3 separate regions of the Sus scrofa genome follow, and all the other regions are linked to region 3. A link is a contact called in public Hi-C and targeted proximity ligation data. All regions are on one chromosome and are shown on one strand. The core of a region is the stretch at or near the end of the contact, and the rest is flanking DNA. Distances in the headings are between cores, read along the strand shown.

Region 1 (3,491 bases), core at 229-2,728, 97 kb before region 3:
CCAGCCAGTCAGACCAACCAGGGTCAGGCTGTGTGCTAAAGATGGCCCTCCAGGGAGGAGGCGGGAATGGTGCCCAGGTGACCTCTCTCAAGACAGCAAGTCAGTCCCTCATGCCTAGGGAGCCATCCCTCCCCGAGTCACAAGGAGGCAGCATGGTTGCTGGAATGAGCTGGGACCCAGAAATTTGGAGCCCCATGGCTCTGCCATGGACTGGCCATGAGACATGGGGGAGATAGCATATATAAATATATACTGGACACGTGGTCCGTGCCAAACTCTGTAGGAAACTCGGGGAACCCAGACTTATGGATTCAGTGCAGAACTCATGGCTCAGTGGCTGGTGAATGACAAGCAGTGGGTCACAGGGAGTGATCTGCAGAGGGGCTGGGCAGGCCCGGGGTGGGGCTGCTTCCCAGAGCTCAGGTGACCCTCAAGGACCCTCTGTGCCAGGAGCACAGAAATTTGGAAACCAGAGAGCATGCCATAGGGGGAAGGGGGAAGTACTATTAATGGGATGCAGGAGAATTGTAGGAAGAAAGGGGTGCAGGGACAGAGTGAGCTTCCCTCAAACCATGGTCTCTGCATGGCATTTGGGCCTCAGTGTCCTCATCCTTAAGGTGAAGGGCCTGGACTGGTGGGCTGTCAGCTCCCTCCAGGTCAAAGGAATTCAAATACTCCTGGGTGAGAGGCTAGGACTGGGGATGGTGGCTGCCCAGCGCCAGTCCAGCTGCCCTGTTCATGGGACTTCAGTCTGCATGTCCTCTGCCTTCTCTGAGGACAGGGGAGCAGAGCCACTGAACCCCCCAAGGGTCATGTAGGTGACCTGTGCCCACTGATGTATGGGTCAGGTTGGCTCAGGGAAGGGGAGGGCTGGCTGGGCAGTGACTCCTTTGTAGTTAATCTTAAAAAGTCACATAACAAGGCAGGAACCCGGGAGTCCAGTCTGCCAGCTGGGTCTTCTGGTTCCCAGATGTTGGGCTGGCTGGCTGGCTGGCTTGCTGGCTGTCCCAGACTCTCCATGGGTCTCTGCACCCTCCAAGTTTGACAGTCTCAGGCCCATCCACTTTTCAGATGGGGTGCCCGGCTGGACACTGCTCTGCCAAGACCTCCATCTGTGCCTGGGTCAGCCCTGCCCCAGCTGGGCTCTCAGGGACCATCAGAGAGTTGTCCCCTGGCTCTGCTGCCCCTTTCCCACCAGCTGGGCCTGGCCTGTCTCCTCGTCCTCCTCTCCAGTCAGGCTTCCAGAGAAGGGAGGAGGCCCAGTTCCGGCCCTGCTGCCCTCACGTGCTTTCCCGGCCACCCCCTCCCGCCCTGCATCGGGCAGCCAAGCCTGTTCCTCTTCCCGATTGCGACAGCCGCCCCAGCTCCCAGCGCTCCCTGTCCCCGCCCCGCGGCCGGCTGCTCCACTCCCACTTCCTGAGCCCGGCGCTGGAGCCCTGGAGGCCAGGCCAGGCCCGGCCGCTCCGGCCCCCAGGGGCACGTCAGCCCGAGTCCCGTCCCAGCCCCTGAGCTGGGGACGCTGCTGCCACCACTGCCCGGGACGTCCAGGCCTCCCATCTTCCTCCCAGGCCTCCACCCATCTGGTCGGCTGGCCGACTGGCCGCCATGCGCCTGCCGTGGGCCGCCTCCTCCTGCGGCCTGGCCTGGGGGCCACTCATGCTGGGCCTCTGCAGTCTCCAGGCAGCATCCCAGTCCCAGCTGGTGAGGGAGGGCCCCGTGCAGGGGGCGGGGGTGGGCTTGGCTAGGGAGAGGGGTCTGGGCAGCCCTCTCTGTAATCCTTCTGCCCTCCCCAGCTGACCCCTGAATAATTCTCCCCCCACTTCATCTCCCCCTTGAAGGTGCTCCCTTACCGCCCGGAGAACCAAACCTGCCAGGACCAGAAAAGGGAGTACTACGAGCCCAAACATCACGTCTGCTGCTCGCGCTGCCCCCCAGGTGAGAGGCAAGGGGCAGAGGAAGGCTGGGACAGGGAGGTGGGTTACAGGGGCTCCAGCCCACCTGGCTGCCTCGGAGGGAAGGCAGACATCAGGTCCCAGGTGACAGGCAAAGGGTGAGCAACACTGGCCGTCCCTTCTATGTAGGCACCCGGACAGGCCCAGGGTCACACAGCGAGCAGCAGAGGGGACGGTGGAACCCCAGCCCCCTGACACTGCTACTGCCCCACTCGCATCCTAGGCACGCACGTCTCAGCTGAGTGTAGCCATGACCAGAACACCGCTTGTGCCACATGCCCTGAAAATTCCTACAACGAGCACTGGAACCACCTCTCCATCTGCCAGCTGTGCCGCCCCTGTGACCAGAGTGAGTGGGGTGTGCCCGGGGTGGGCAGGGGTGGGGGGATGTGCTGGGACCCCCAGGAGTGCGGCCCCTCTGCTGAGCCTGCCATCTCTCCACCAGTGCTGGGCTTCATGGAGGTCACGCCTTGTACCAGCAAACACAAAGCCCAGTGCCGCTGCCAGCCTGGGATGTTCTGCGTCTTCTGGGACTCTGAGTGTGTCCACTGCGAGCCACTCTTCAACTGCCCACCTGGCACCGAAGCTGAGCTCAGAGGTCACTGGGGGCAGAGGGCAGGGAGGAGGCTGGGCGGGTGATCTTGAACAGGGATCAGGGCATACGGTGCTGTGTTCATGGCGAGCCTCCAGGTGCTTAACTCTCTGGCATAAAATGTCTCTTCTCCTGCCCTGAGAAAGGCCCCCAAAAGGACCTGCAGAGAAATGGCCCAGGACAGTGCTGAGCTCAGGGGGGTCCTCCCAGCACTGGGGAAGTTTGGGCAACTTGGAGATCAGGAAATATGCTGCCAAGTACAGAATGGGGTGGGTGGGCAGGTGGGGAGGGGGCCATCCAGAGGGCTCAAGGGAAGCTCACATCTGGGCAGATGCTCCTTTGCCCACTCACCCGGGCTGGCTGTGTCTTTCTCTTGCCAGATAAAGCTGGGGAGGCAAACAGAAAATGTGTTCCCTGCAAGGCAGGGCACTTCCAGAATTCCTCTTCCCCCAGCGCCCGCTGCCAGCCCCACACGAGGTGAGTGTGCCTCCATCTGTGTCCCCTGCCCCATGCCCAGCCCCAGCTGCTGACAACCCTGCCCGTGCCCACCTCCACGGAACCACCTCCCACTTCCAGCCGGGAGGAAGCCCACCTGAGCTGGGCTCTTTCCTGCACAGGTGTGAGGACCAGGGCCTTGTGGAGGCAGCTCCAGGCACCACCCAGTCTGACACCACCTGCAGAAATCCACCGGACCCCCCCAAGATGCCAGGTGAGGGGCCAGGGGCACAGGGAGGGGGCGCCTGGGAAGATGCCTTAATTCCAACCATCCAAATAAGCAGGAAAATGATGAATCCTTTCTTCTCAAAATTGAGGCAAGAAGAAACTCCTCAAAGGGAAATTGGAGTCTCTCCTTATACACAAACATACACATGCACACTTTTTAAATGATGTATTATATAGATTTTGTATAAGTTAGATATAATATTATGCCCACACTGAGATGTAAT
Region 2 (3,866 bases), core at 383-2,882, 110 kb before region 3:
GGGGGCCAGATGATGTTCCAGGCACTCTTGAGGTTGAGGTTAGTTAGTGAGAAAGAGGCCTGGGCAAAGTGGAGAACCAGGCATCCAACCCTTGGTTTCTCAAAGCCAGATCTCAACCCCAGCCTTCCCAGAGAAGCCATATGAGGCTGTCATTCCCAGATCCAGCCCTGCAGAAGTTTGGACCTGAGGTCAGTGCTGCCCTATCCTCCCCACAGGCATTTCTTTAGTCAACAAGCACTCCTGGGTGCCACAGGTGTGGGGCCTCAGGCTGGCCCAGAAAACCAGGCCAGAGGGACAGACTTACGCCTCATTGCAGGAGACCTGGTTGAAGCGACAGGCGAAGATGAATTTGCCCAGTGCATCCTCCTCCAGCGACGGAGAGGTGTCCTGCCGTCTGGACAGAATGTTGATGTAGTGGAAGCGGTACCACTCCCTCACTGCATCCACCCCGGATGAGTACGTCTGGTAGAAGCAGTCTGATTTGTTCTGGTTGCACTGAACACAGAGACCAGAGCGTCAGAGGGCCGGCAGCAAGGGTAAGCAGGGCAGGGCCAAGGTCAAGGAATGAGTGTTCTGAGGTCCTGAGGACCAACAGGTAGGATTGGGAGCTGGGAGTGGGAAGGAACAGAAGGCAGAGTGAAGCAGAAGCCTGGAGGAGAGCAGACCCGGAGAGCAAGGGACTAGGAGAGTGGCAGGTAGGCCAGGGAAGAGACTGGGAGCTGCACACACCTCAGGGTCATGTATGAAGCCTCCGAGGAGAATGGAACAAAGATTCTTCTCCCCATTTCACAGATGGGAAAACTGAGGAATCAAGTAGTTCATCCCAACAGCAGAGCAGGGACTGGAACCTTGGCCTCTAGGTACCGTGGTCCACTCTTACTAAAAGGACTTGTCTTTCTTCTCCATGCCTTTTTTTTTTTTTTTTTTTTTTTTTTGTCTTTCTGTCTTTTAGGGCCATACTGGCAGCATATGGAAATTCCCAAGCTAGGGGTCAAATCCAAGCTGCGGCCGAAGGCCTACGCCACAGCCACAGCAAAGCGGGATCTGAGTCACGTCTGCGACCTACACCACACCTCACGGCAACGCCAGATCCTTAATCCACTGAGGGAGGCCAGGGATTGAATCTGTGTCCTCATGGATGCTAGTCGGGTTTGTTAACCACTGAGCCACGACAGGGGAACACCCCATTTGTTTTTTGTCTCCTTGTCAGTGCCTCCCTATTCTCCATCTTAGGCCGGTGGAGCCCCAGTGCCCCATCACACTAGAGGGTCCCAACCCAATACCACTGGGAGGACTGAATTCAGAAAGATGCATTTTTCACAGTAGATCCGATTTCCCGCCCCCATAAACGTTCTCAGAGGCTGCCAGGGAGGACCCTTCATAAGCTGGCGCCCAGAGAGATGTTATTTAATTTTATTTTTCAAACCTTATTTATAGATTTAACTTATTTATTTTGCCAGCCCGCGGACGAGGTCTGCCTTGTACCACTGCGGCGGAGGCGCGGTCGGGAAAGAGCAGAAACATGCTCTCTGGCTGAAACAGTGGGGCGGGGCCTTCCCCGAAGATGGGCGGGGCCTTGGCGGGGTGGGGCCTTACCAGTTGGAAGCCGATCTTCCAGTCCTTCCTGTTCACCTGGGGATTGTTGTCCCGCACGCTGCTGGAAGTGGCGCTGCGAACTCTGCGGGCCGAGTGGGGCGGAGCCGGGACCGTCAGGCGCTGCAGAGGGTGCGGCAGGGGCTCCCGCAGGTCTCGGCGGAGGCGGGCGTGGGCCACGAGAGTGTTGGAGGAGTTGTACTTGTACAGGTCGAAGAGTGTCTGCTCTGTGATACGGTCCAGCTCTTCCAGCTCCTCTTTAATTTCCTTGTACCTGGGAAGGGCGATGGCTAAGGGTCCGACTAGGGGGCGGCCCCGAGCCAATCCCTGTTTCCCCCGCCCCACGCCCGGCCTTGGTTTCCCCGTCTGTAACCCGTGAGGCGGTTGTTCCCAGGGAAGCCTGCGGGGAATAGTTCTGGGGTCTCCTGCACTCTTTGGGGGCAAGAGGGCGTGTAGAGAGGTGTGTCCGCGGGGTAATTGGAGGCGACAATGAACTCCAGCGGTGACAGCGTTTATTGCAGCAAGTTTATCATAAGGGAGAGGCGGGAGGCGCTCTCCTCCCACTCGCCCTGGCCTGAAAGGGAACCCGGAACTTGTCTGCCCTTTCCTGGGGGGGACAGGCAGACTGGGCCCAGACACTTAAACCGACCCACGATGCGCGGACCACCCCATGCTATCCCCTTAGAGTGGCCTTTTGGCCTGTCTGCCACTTGACACTTTCTAAAGCAACTGCACTTCTAGACTCTTACCAGGAACTTTAAAAATGCCAATGCCAATGCCAATGCCAATTCCCCTCCCCCCCATCACCACCCCCGCCCCGCCTCTATGCCCCCATATACCAAAGACAGTTTTTCAGAGTTTTGGGTGGGGCCCAAACACCTTAAGTTAAACACTGCCCAGTATAAATCGTCACATTCCTTTTTCTCAATATGGGGCTTATTATCATCTCCATCATGATAGAATCTACTAAAGCAAACACCTAGAACTAATAAACAAGGTTGCAGGATAAAAACCCAATATACGAAATTAATTGTATTTCTACATACTAGCCACAAAAATTGGAAAATGAAATCACAAACACAGCACCACATTAACATATGTTGCATATGGGAGTTCCCGTCGTGGCGCAGTGGTTAACGAATCCGACTAGGAACCATGAGGTTGCGGGTTTGGTCCCTGCCCTTGCTCAGTGGGTTAACGATCAGGCGTTGCCGTGAGCTGTGGTGTAGGTTGCAGATGCGGCTCGGATCCCGCGTTGCTGTGGCTCTGGCGTAGGCCGGTGGCTACAGCTCCGATTCAACCCCTAGCCTGGGAACCTCCATATGCTGTGAAAGCGGCCCAAGAAATAACAAAAAGAGAGAAAAAATAAATAAATAAATAATAATAAAAAAAACATATGTTGCATATGGAGCATAAACAACAGCAAATACTGGGAATAAATCTAATGAAAGGTGTGCAAGACCTCCACACTGAAAATCCTGCTGAAGCAAACCAAAGACCAAAATGAAAGAAGGGAGCTGTGGAGGTCATGGATCAGAAACTCGCGATGCCTCCCAAACGGCTCTTTAGTTTCAACCCAGTCCCTGCCAAAGCTTCAGCAGACATTTTGGAAGAAATTGACAGGCTGATTCTAAGATTGATATGGGAATCCAAAGAATCTAGAAGGGCCAATTCGGTTTTGGAAAAGAAGAGCAAAGTTGAGTACTTACACAAACTGACTTTATGACTATAAAGTCACAGTAATCAACTGCGTAAGGCTTATGGAAGAATAGACAATAGATCAATGGAACAGAAGAGAATCCAGAAATAAACTCACACATATATGGTCAACAGATTTTTTTTACCAAAGCACCAATTCGATTCAATGGAGAAAACAGTTTTTTAAATAACAGATGCTGGAACAACTGGATACTGAGTGGAAAACAAACAGAACCTCAACCTCTATCTTAGTCCGCACAAAAATCTAGAACGTATAGAACATAGATACCTTTGTGACCTTGGGGTAGGCAAAACTTCTTAGATTAAAAAAATATCGAAACATGAAATACCAAAATATAAAAACTTCTTACAAATCAACAAGAAAAAGATAAGTTGTTTTAAAAACGACCCCCCCAAATATGCACACGGTCACTAAACACAAGAAAATGTTATTAATCCTCGGGTAAATGCAAATTAAAACCATAATGAGGTACAATTTAACATCCGTTCAGCTGAAAGTAAGAGACCAATAACATCAAATATCAGTGAGAAGGTGGAGCAACTGGAATTACTGT
Region 3 (3,684 bases), core at 346-2,845:
AAGTTTTCCCCATCTCCTTCCCACATGGATGCTACTGGGAACCAGTCGGCTGAGACGATTCCCCCTCCCCCAAATGAAAACCTATGGAATCCTAGGGCTTGGCCAAAAATGCACAGAATGTCATATACAGTTAAAACTGTAGAAATCCAATAGAGAAAAGGGGAATTGGTTATAAAGGATTTGAAGGGACCATTTCACTTAATAACTTGTAGCGAGCGAGTTGGGAACACTCAGGAGTAATATATCTGGAGATAGTTATAACCCTTATGTAACATAAATAAATCTGTTCCCTTTTCTGTCACCAAGAGAAGCATCAAAAATACATCTAGGACCAGACCAGGACTCCAGGAAAGAATGGAAAGTTCTTCATTCGTCTAGCCCTAGTTCTTCCTCAAGGTTTTGGAATGGGAGTGATGTTGAAGATGATCAGAGACTAAGTTGAATGTGTTGAGGAAAGGGGTTGAGGGGATCCTCAGCTGTTTCTCTTCTAAATACTTGGCTAAGACTCAATAACAGGAAAACATCACCTACACGGGTGGCCTTGGGATGAGTGGCTGCTTGGAATCACATGCCCCTGCCCCTTGAGCCTTTTTGAGCTGCTCACCTAGCGCCAGGGAACTGGCAGGTAAGTTTCTGGAGCTTTGCTCACAGCCAAGAAGAGTTGGGGGGTACCCAAGTCAGAGATTGCAGGACAAGCCAAGTTACTAACTGGCAGGTGCACCCATGGCCATGACTGTCTTTCTAGAGGCCCTAAGTACAGCTTCAACCAACAACAAGAAAGGGCCTGGGGTAGGCCCCTACCCGGTGTCTTGGCGCACCATCTTTCAACAGAGACCTGACTGAGGAGCCCCACAGGCGAGAGAAGAGGGGCAGCGAAAGTGGGACCCCCGCGCCCCTGCGCCGCCCGTGGGATGCTGGCTGGAACTGGTGCAGGAATGAGGTGCAGCCTCCCTTCCCCAAGGGTGGCCCGGCCCAGGGCTGGTGCGCGGCGGTGGTTCCCCGCGTCGCTGCATCTGCTGCAATGCGCCATTTTCGGTCCCGCAGAGTTCTGCGCTGGGGGTGAGAGTTGGCAAGGAGGTGTCGCGCCCCCCACACCAGAGTCAACTCACATGTCTCAAACAGAGGAAGGAGAGGTCTGTCTCCTCTCCGGAGGCTGCGGCGTGACACCGGGTCAGGGAACTCTGCGGTGAAACCGACGGCAACGCCACGCTCCTCCTCTTGCTGACCACCTGGAGCTCTAGCTGCGGTGGAACTCACTGCAGCGGCCGCTCAGGCCCCAGTCTTTATTAGTGCTGGTCACGCCCCCGGATCACGCTGATAAACCTGTGGACCAATCCCCGCCAAGAACAGACGCCAGTCCTGAAATGAAGCAGGGAATAAAGCCTACAGTGCCCGCCCCTGGAAATTCGCCAGTCACGGCTCTCTTATCATTCGGACCCGGAAAATGAGCGATGCTGGGAGGATGTGGCCAATACAACTGTGGTTTGCTTACCTGTCTGACTAAGCGACAGGGATGGGTGGAACTATGGCCCCCCTCCTGGAGGGTCGGCTCCAGCAGTTTGAGTTGGGCTTTTTTGGTGCCTCCAAGCCAATCGCTGAGCAGTTCCTCGGTCCGGGCCCGCCCACGGCCCGCGTCTCCAGCCAATCACGCCGTTTCCGCCTACAGCGGCAAGCAGGTTGGCGCGTGGCAGCCGGGACTCCCAAACCCTGGGAGCAGCAGAGGTTCGGTTGTCTGGGCACCGCCCAGGTGCTCGGACCTGGCAGGCCTCCACCCCCAGTCTTTGACAGACAGCTCTGAGGAGGCTATATCCATCGAGGCAGAGCCGCAGGCTCCCCGGGCCGCTGGGCGGCGGGGATCCTTACGACCAAAGTAAATACTTTGGAGAGCTCGGTTCACCGGTTCTACACAGCCATCAAGCCCCTCGCTCAGTCTGTCCTAAATTTAACTTTCCCTCCCCAAACTTGCTTGTCCTATCCCTCTCGGTAGCTTACCACTTGGACTCAGTTGCCCAAACCAGAAACCTGGAAACCATGCTAGATTTTCCTCCCATTCATCTTTTTCTGCCCTCCTATAAATCACCAAGCTGAGCGGATTTTTTTCTTCTTAGTATTTCAATAATTCTCTCCCCTCCTCTCACTGTCCTGCTGCAGCTTATTATCCCTTGTTTGGCGTCCATCAGTTGTAAAATCATTCTTCCACGTACTGCACACCAACATAATGCTTTTTTATCACTTCGAATTTTTATTTTATATGTATGGAAAGTGGAGGTTTCTATAGATGCAGATTTTTACCATACATCACTCTCATGCATACATGCAAAGGAAAATAGAAAAGTAGCCTAGTGTTCATAAAACTTTTTCAGACACCGACTCTTACGATTTTTTTTTTCTTTTTACTCAGTCTTAGATGTGCATGATTTCCACACAATATAGTCCTCTGTGCATGCCATCAAGGGCTTTGGGTGATGCAGCATTTCTTAAAGAAATGTTCCTTTTCTGTCTGGAATTTTTCTTTCAAGACATCCATTTGGCAAATTTTGATTCTTATGAGCCAGTATGACAAATACAGTATGACCATTCTGGCTAATATAGTCAGACATCCCAATTTAGATGTTAAAGTGAAAAAAGAAAAGTGCCTCTTAAAATTAATGAAATATCATATCATTTTGTTTCATCTTGCCCTCATTCATATCCATCCTCTAAGAAACCACTAGGATGATTTATCAAAATGTCACAACCTGGAGCTCCCGTCGTGGCGCAGTGGTTAACGAATCCGACTAGGAACCATGAGGTTGCGGGTTCGGTCCCTGCCCTTGCTCAGTGGGTTAATGATCTGGCGTTGCTGTGAGCTGTGGTGTAGGTTGCAGACGTGGTTCAGATCCCTAGTTGCTGTGGCTGTGATGTAGGCCAGCGGCTTCAGCTCCGATTGGACCCCTAGCCTGGGAACCTCCATGTGCCGCAGGTGTGGACCTAAAAAGACAGAAAAGACCAAAAAGATAATAATAACACACTGTCTTAATTACTGTAGCTATACAGTAAGACTTAAGTATTTCTCACACACTGTTGTTCTTTTTCAAAATTAGTTAGCTATTTTAGATCCTTTGCCTAAAAGATTATTTTTAAAATGCATTTATGGGAGTTCCTGTTGTGGCTCAGCAGGTTAAGAACCCAACATAGTGTCTATGAGGATGTGGGTTTGATCCCTGGCCTCACTCAGTGGGTTAAGGATCCACCATTGCTGCAAGCTGCAGCATATGTCACAGATTTGGCTCAGATACAGCATTGCTGTGACTGTGGTATAGGTTGGCAGCTGCAGCTCCAATTTGACCCCTAGCCTGGGAACTTCCATATGCTGCAGGTGTGGCCATAAAAAGAATAAATAAATTAATAAATTAATAAGCATTTATGTAAGCTGGCAAGAAAGTAAGACTATTTAAGGACCACAAACTAAGTGAAAGCTGGTACCTAAAGAGGTAAACTGAGATAAAGCCTATTTTGCTTTGAGAGCATTTCGTTAAAAGTTGAATTTAGGCATGGTCATCTCATGTGGTGCCACTGTGGCATAGGAGACAGAATCCAGGGCCTGCATAGGGTTGGAAATCTAGCAGAAGTCCCCTATCCTAAAGCCAAAACTCCAGAGGGCAATATCCTCATTTAAAAGTGAGTTTAAAGTATGCTAACACC

What was found. Hi-C and Micro-C count contacts between places; a contact is called where the count stands out from the background.
Region 1: a targeted proximity ligation map of skeletal muscle shows a contact between it and region 3. A contact is called at or near these places in 1 of 5 promoter capture datasets (fetal liver), 3 of 47 Hi-C or Micro-C datasets (embryonic fibroblasts, epiblast stem cells and liver) and 2 of 2 datasets of targeted methods (alveolar macrophages and skeletal muscle).
Region 2: a contact with region 3 is called in a Hi-C map of liver, with 1.6 times the contacts expected there. A contact is called at or near these places in 5 of 47 Hi-C or Micro-C datasets (embryonic fibroblasts, epiblast stem cells, heart right ventricle and 1 more) and 1 of 2 datasets of targeted methods (alveolar macrophages).

The regions. Positions count from the first base shown.
Region 1 is chr5:64,276,409-64,279,899 of Sscrofa11.1, reverse strand. LTBR (lymphotoxin beta receptor) reads left to right here and starts at 1,478. Exons shown (of 10, transcript NM_001308823.1): 1 at 1,478-1,701; 2 at 1,839-1,935; 3 at 2,176-2,301; 4 at 2,398-2,550; 5 at 2,925-3,021; 6 at 3,162-3,253. The coding sequence starts at 1,606.
Region 2 is chr5:64,293,982-64,297,847 of Sscrofa11.1, reverse strand. SCNN1A (sodium channel epithelial 1 alpha subunit) reads right to left here. Exons shown (of 13, transcript NM_213758.2): 3 at 1,597-1,867; 4 at 305-495. Among named protein-coding and RNA genes, the nearest start is that of SCNN1A, 8.2 kb to the right of the region's middle.
Region 3 is chr5:64,179,407-64,183,090 of Sscrofa11.1, reverse strand. It overlaps VAMP1 (vesicle-associated membrane protein 1), which reads right to left and starts at 1,595. Exons shown (of 6, transcript XM_005653160.3): 1 at 1,493-1,595; 2 at 1,110-1,359. The coding sequence starts at 1,111.